Linked DNA regions of Rattus norvegicus: region 2 is linked to region 1. The links are chromatin contacts, called in public Hi-C maps. All regions are on one chromosome and are shown on one strand. Each heading gives the region's core, a stretch centred on a gene start, on an enhancer-like site or on the middle of the called end of the contact. The rest is flanking DNA. Distances are from core to core; before and after follow the strand shown. Region 1 has its middle 46 kb from the start of Pals1. Region 2 holds the start of Atp6v1d (ATPase H+ transporting V1 subunit D).

The links. Hi-C and Micro-C count contacts between places; a contact is called where the count stands out from the background.
Region 2: a contact with region 1 is called in a Hi-C map of frontal cortex, with 2.5 times the contacts expected there. The contact joins the promoter of Atp6v1d here to the enhancer-like site in region 1. A contact is called at or near these places in 2 of 12 Hi-C or Micro-C datasets (frontal cortex and mammary epithelial cells).

The regions. Positions count from the first base shown.
Region 1 is chr6:103,280,008-103,283,155 of GRCr8, forward strand. It overlaps the pseudogene LOC108351336. Among named protein-coding and RNA genes, the nearest start is that of Pals1, 46 kb to the right of the region's middle. Within about 2 kb of position 1,709, at least 91 of the 93 cell types and tissues checked have an H3K27ac peak or open chromatin away from gene starts, as enhancers often do.
Region 2 is chr6:103,403,794-103,406,941 of GRCr8, forward strand. It overlaps Atp6v1d (ATPase H+ transporting V1 subunit D), which reads right to left and starts at 1,553. Exons shown (of 9, transcript NM_199386.3): 1 at 1,353-1,553. The coding sequence starts at 1,393. It overlaps Eif2s1 (eukaryotic translation initiation factor 2 subunit alpha), which reads left to right and starts at 2,087. Exons shown (of 8, transcript NM_019356.1): 1 at 2,087-2,112.

The DNA of each region.
Region 1 (3,148 bases), core at 459-2,958:
AAGTCCACTGACTGAGGAATGTTTGACAAAAGGTAAGAGGTCTTTAGTGGTATGTAAAAACGTTCTGTCCTTGGCTCTGTCTTACTAAATACTAAGAAATAACTTGAAGTACTTAAATGTTAATAAAATTTGAAGTTTATGATCCAGGAAGAGTAGGATCCAAAAAGATGTTGAGCACCTGCACTGATGGTGTGCTTACTTCAGAGTACATAGTGTTCCCTGGGGACACTAACAACCGACGAGATGAAAAGGGTAAGTAAAGGCCTGGGTGTATTGGGAATCATGCTTTAAAACCACGGCAGCAGAGAACAAATATATGACTAATTTCATATAGGAAGGCACTGAAGGACAGTTGTCTAGGACGTGTGCCCCTGGAGAAAGTTCAACAGGTTGGAGATATTTTAGTCCAGCAGAAGAGGTTTCTGCATAGAACATATTTCTTTCTGCTCCAAATCCAGTTCCTCGTGGACACACTTTCATAGCACTTTCAGGGTCCACCCTTCCCAGATGGTGGCATAGGTATGTCCTGACAGCATGGACTCACGTTGGGACTAGCCTATGTAACTCTCGTTCTCTCCAGAGAACTCTGTGACAACTGTGGCCCTTTACAACCTTCCTGGTTTTCAGAAACGAGCCGTCTGAGGAATCAGGGAATTGTGTAGTACTTTATACACACCTAGGTGTTGGCGTCACGGTTGTTTGGAGTATTAGCGTTTTTGACATGCCTGACAGAACAGGAATCTCTTCAAAGGGAGTCAGATTTTCCTCAGGAGATGACTGCTTCCCAGGCCCGTCAGCCTTAACGGCTTCCGAGTCAGTCTCGGAGAAGCAAGGCGACCACACAGAGGCGGAGAGGTGGGCAAAGGGGGCGAAGCGACTCAGCGGTCGGGACTAGCGCTTCGCAGTTTGAGGCGCGGGAGTGCGCGCGGCGGAGCGCGCGGGAAGGGGGGGGCACAGCGGACCAATCAGCGGGCTCTGTCCCCTCACGCGCTCAGGATTGGGCGATCCGTTCCAGCCTCTCTCCCGGCCGTGGGCGGGCCGCGCCGGGAACGGCCTGGGATAGGCGCGCCCGCTGCGCCCAGTCCCAGGGGCGCGTGCGCGGTCTCGCGTCAGCCGCGGGGGCTGGTCTCGCGCGGCCTCGAGGAGGAGTTTCTGGCGACGGCGGCGACGGAGGAGGCTGGCGGTGGGGAGGGGGCGGGGACTGAAGGCTCCGAGGTGGGGGCAATCGGGAGTTTCTGGATTCTTTATCCGGTGTTCGGAGGGCCGCCGGACGGAGGGTTGTGGCTTGGATCGCGCTGAGGAGCGAATAAGAGCGAGCGGATCGGCCGCCGCCGGGTCACGGAGGTAAGGGGCGGACCCGCAGCGGCGGGGCTGTGGTGATCTTATCAACAGGTTCCTGGGAGCGCGGCGGGGGAGGGGCGGCGGGTCTCGCACCCCCTCCCCGACGCGCCGCACGGAGAGGGTCCCCTGGGGAACCCCAGGCTGAGCCGGGCGCCGCGGTGCCAGCCCAACCTTTGTCCCTTGGAGGAACGCTCCTGGTGTGGTACGGGTTGGTTCTCTGGGCCGCGGACGCACCTTGGCGCGGTGGCGGGCCATCCCGCCGGACTTGCGGGGGCCTCGGCAGGGAGTCGTCTAGCTGCACCCAGGCCCGGAGTTCGCGGGTCCCGGGGACTCTCCCTCACCCCACCCCTGACTGGATCAGAGAACCAGCCTGGGAAACACTTTCCCATGGAAGACGGAATGCAGCCAGCGTTCCTGTGACTGAGTCAGCTCCTGGTGTTCTGCTACTCATTGCGTTCTTCAGATAAACAGTTCCTGCTTCCTTGTGACCGCTGCTAAAGTAAAGCCGGCGTCGTAGTGCTTTCTCAGAACTTAGACGGAGGTTGTCCGTTGAACTTTGAAGTCTGTAAATGCTTGCAAGGTACTTTCAATGGATGCCGCTTGGAACAAGTCTTTAGTGTAAATTACGTAACTTACTAAGGATAGCTCTCACCTTCTGTCCAGCTGATTGACACACAGTAATGTGTTGTGGAATTTAGATTCGGTCGAAAAGTTTTCCGTGACACTTTACTCTAAAATGAATGCAGCACCTAGAAGGGTTTTTAAGTTAGCGTGCTGTGACTAATTTAGATTTTCAAGAATTTTAAATTCTGAAAGCCAGTGTAGCAAGAATTCTAAAGTTTTGATTTAGCGGACAAGATGGAAGATATGTCAGGTTTTAATAAGGCACTGTCATGTTTTAATGATAGTATTCTAATTACCCCTTTTAATTAATTATCCAGAAATTAATAACTTGTTAAATTTTGCAACAGGAACAAATTAGGTGATGTGCTGGTGTCTTTGAAGTATAGGTATTGGTGGGAATGAAAATTAGCTACCTTTTCTTGAAGATGAGCTGTTTTTATAGTATTTCTGTGGGCACGATTTCTTAAAGATCATTCTAAACTGTTGTAGCAGGCTTACATTAAAATGTTAAAGAGCTTTATAGGTAAAACAGACAGATAAAAAGAGATTCATAATCTCTTAAAAATTGAGTAAATTTGCCATGAATGACCAAAAGTCATCACCATGAATTTGACAAATAATGGTGGACTCGTAGTGATAAATTTTTTTTAGAATGTTAAAATAGATGAGAGATTTAAGATAATTCTCCTTAAGGGTGATCCAAAGTGGTACTGTGGCTTAGCGATGCATATTGTCTTCTGAATTGTGATTTATCTTTATTTATATGTGCATAGGGGCAGGGTATTGACATGTAAGTGCATGTGCCAGTGGAAGCTCAAAGCATTGAATTTCCCTAGAACTAGCGGTACAGGCAGACTCTTGGGGACACACACCCCACCCCCACGCCCCATCCCAGCTATTGTGGGTGCTGGTAACATAACTTGGTTCCTCTACAAGAGCAGTTTAAAGTCTTTACTGCTGAGTCCTCCATCTAGCCTACTGTATTGTGATCTGATTAAAAATCTCAGACTCACTACCCATACGTAGTTCCCCACCCATGTAAGCCAAAAGCCAAATCTGCTTTCTGTCTTGTCCTGTCTACAATCCTTCTGTTCTTTAAGATACTTTGTAAACCAGAATTCCGAGCCCACTGTTCAGTCTTCTCTTCTGTCGAGGTTTCTCCTGTAATGTATGCACCGCATGC
Region 2 (3,148 bases), core at 303-2,802, 120 kb after region 1:
CATAGCCTTGTTTCCAGAAGCCATGCTGGAATCTGGTGTCTCAGTGAAGTTTGGATGGGATCATTACATGCTGGGTTTTCAGATCACCCTCGGCTAGTCCTGATCTTTAGCTGTTTCACAAGCATTGTATTTTTCCACAACTAGCCCATTTGTACAGTTAGTATAACCTGCCATTTCAAAGTCAGTGGGGAGAAAGGTAAAAGGGGTTTGTTTTTTTTTAAATAATTAAATCCTTTCATTCATTCAGAACTACATACACCCTGGCAGAGACAGAAATTCACTCTGGGGTTTAAATATAACTAAGAGTTGTCAGATCTGTGAGAAAAAAAAAACATAGGATAAGGAAAACAATACAGTATCATGCGTACGCGCACGCGCGCGCGCACGCACACACACACACACACACACACACACACACACACACACACGCTCGCGCACATACACAAAACCCTAAACCGTCCCCAAAATATCAGAGTAAAATCTGATTTCCTTCTTCAGGGACAACTGAAGATGACAACATAAATAAGAATAATCTCTACTTTCCACGAGTTATTATATGTATTTGAGAAAACTTCAAATTTTCATTTACAAATGTTATTTCTCCTAACAAAGATGTTAGGCCGAAGCAGAAAGGCAGCCTGCAACTGAGCACATCCCAAGGCAAAGGGAACAATTTTCTGTGGACCTTTTATGCATTAAAAAGATGCCTCCTTCTTCCAGGAGACAGCCCAAATAAATATCCGTGTGACAGTGTCATGAGTGACATTGCTAGGGTAGAAGAGAGCAGTCATCACAAGGCTGTAGGAATACCTCAGAAATGCAGGAATATCTTCCTACAGCAGGTAACATGTGATGGGATCCAAGACTGAAACCTACAGCTTCGAGAGGATGACACATTCGATGTCACTTTGGCTTAGAGACCTTCTACTTGCTTCCCATCACTTAACTTCCCCGTCTGAGAGCTTTGGTCAGACCATCTTAGCTTCTACGTCTCATCCCTCAGCACTGATGAGCCCTGTGAGGCAGAGATGGCGACCGCTCGGTTATGTAAACTCCGCGAATGGCTCAGAAGGTGTGTGGAATGAATGAGTAAAGACATCGACCTCCAAAAAGAGCCAGCAGGGGATCCCCTTTTCCTTTGGACTGGAAACACTTTCTCCAGCCTCTTCTCTCAGGGGGAATAGGTGAAGGGGGCTGTAAAGAAGCCTCAATCGGAACTCAGGGGAAGACCCTGGGGAAGCTCAGGTCGGCCCAGAAAACAAGAAACCCCGCTGGTGGCCAAGAGTGCGCAGGAATGCGCTCCGGGAAGATGTGCCTGAACGTGGTGTCACTTGTTCTATTCTTTAACTTACATTCGCGAAGGGAAGATTTCAATCCGGTCTTTGCCCGACATTCTGACGGTGACTCGGCTCGGGTCCCCAGTGGGACAATCGGGACCGCAACACCTCCAGAACTGTTACCACAGAGCCTTCCTTCACCCGAGTCAGCTGACGGTGTCACTTGACCCCGTGCGTTGCTAAGAGGCAACCAGGAAACCGGTTCCCACTTCCGCTTCCTGTTGCCAGAGGACAGAGGAGAGGGCGGGCCTTTAGGAATGCCCGGATGTGGAAGAGAGCACAGTCCCGGAATTCCGGGTCTCTTCACTGCCCCTCCCTCCGGCGAGTGGCCCGCACTCAGCGAGTGCTGAGTGATGGGTCCGGAGAAGATCACGCTCCTCCTCTTCCTCAGCTTTCCATCTTTCGTCACAGCGCCATCTCTTGATTGAGTAAAACTTAAAGTAATCATCCTGGAGCAAGAAATAGAACATTACCTCTTCTTTAAGCCTAGCAAACTCCCTCCGCAAAGTCTATAAATACCAAGGAAAGTTACTTTTCAGCTCGCCCTGTGGTTCAAACCGCCCATATTAGGAGGACTGAGACTCTATGGTTAGTGGTAACGAAGGACCTTTTCCGTCGGCGCTTGCGCAGTGAGAGGTGGGTCCGCATGCGCGCTGGGTTGGGCGAAGCGCACGCTGAGGAGCTTCGCCGTCCGGTGTTGGTGTTCCGAGTCTCATCGTTGCCATTAAGGAGCCCGGCGTGGGACCCTAGTTCGGGATTCACACATACACTTCAGGTGATTGGCCCCGCACCTTGCTTTCCCCAAGAATTCGCCGTAGCTATGTCCAGTGATAGGAGTGGTCTAGGCCCCGGGCTATCACCCCACCCCCCCTTTCCCGTTCTTGCGCGGGAAGTATCTGGACAACGTCGCCACGGCCCGCTGGATATTTCCTGCGCCTTCTCGCCAACCGGTGTCTGGTCCTGTGAACCAGAAACGTGGCTGTACGGGCGGAGGAACCCCGTGAAGGAACGTGGGCCAAGTAGATTTTTACAGCCTCCCTAAAGATGTCTTGTGGTGGGGAGGCCTCTGGAGAACGCTCCGACATCCCACCCCTAGTTCAGGACTATTGGGCGCTTTGCTTTTACCGGGCCTCAGAATTTGAGCATTTTTTTTTTCTTCTTTTCAGCTCTAGGATACTACCAAAACTTCTGACTCTTTGGAGACTGAACTTTTAGTCAGAGAATCAATAGGATAAACCACCGTATTTAAGTTTAAAAAAAAAATCCGAAACGTAACTATTAGCATTGAAGGTCGTTGTTTTTCCGTTCTAGTTGTGCATTTCTGTAAGAAAGAATTCCTGGAATTGGAAATCAGCTATTGAAGTCATGCTGCTGAGGCGATTATTTACCCTGTTTGGGCAACTTTGAAAATAAAACTAGAGTCTTATAGTGGGCGCTGAAAGCCTGAGATTAAGAAAAACTTTAGCGTTAACTGTGTTCACATTGAAGCTCTTAAACCCCCCACTCCCACCCCATGTCTAGGATGCTTTGATTTTCACTAAGGTAGAAACATAGGTCCTTGAAAAAAGGATGCATCAAGAAAAGTCTTTATTTTTCTCATTAAGTTGATGTTAAAGGGGTAGGGGGCCATCGACAGTTGATCATTTTAGTGCCTTTTCTGGGCCTATGATGCCAGATGGCAGGCACCTAATTCTCAAAAGACTTAATTGTACTAGTAAACTTCAGAGCTGAACAAGCGTTTCCCCAACGAGTTATATTTTAGTTTGGAATGTTCGTTGCCCACATCTGCTGTGGTGACATGACAATGTACT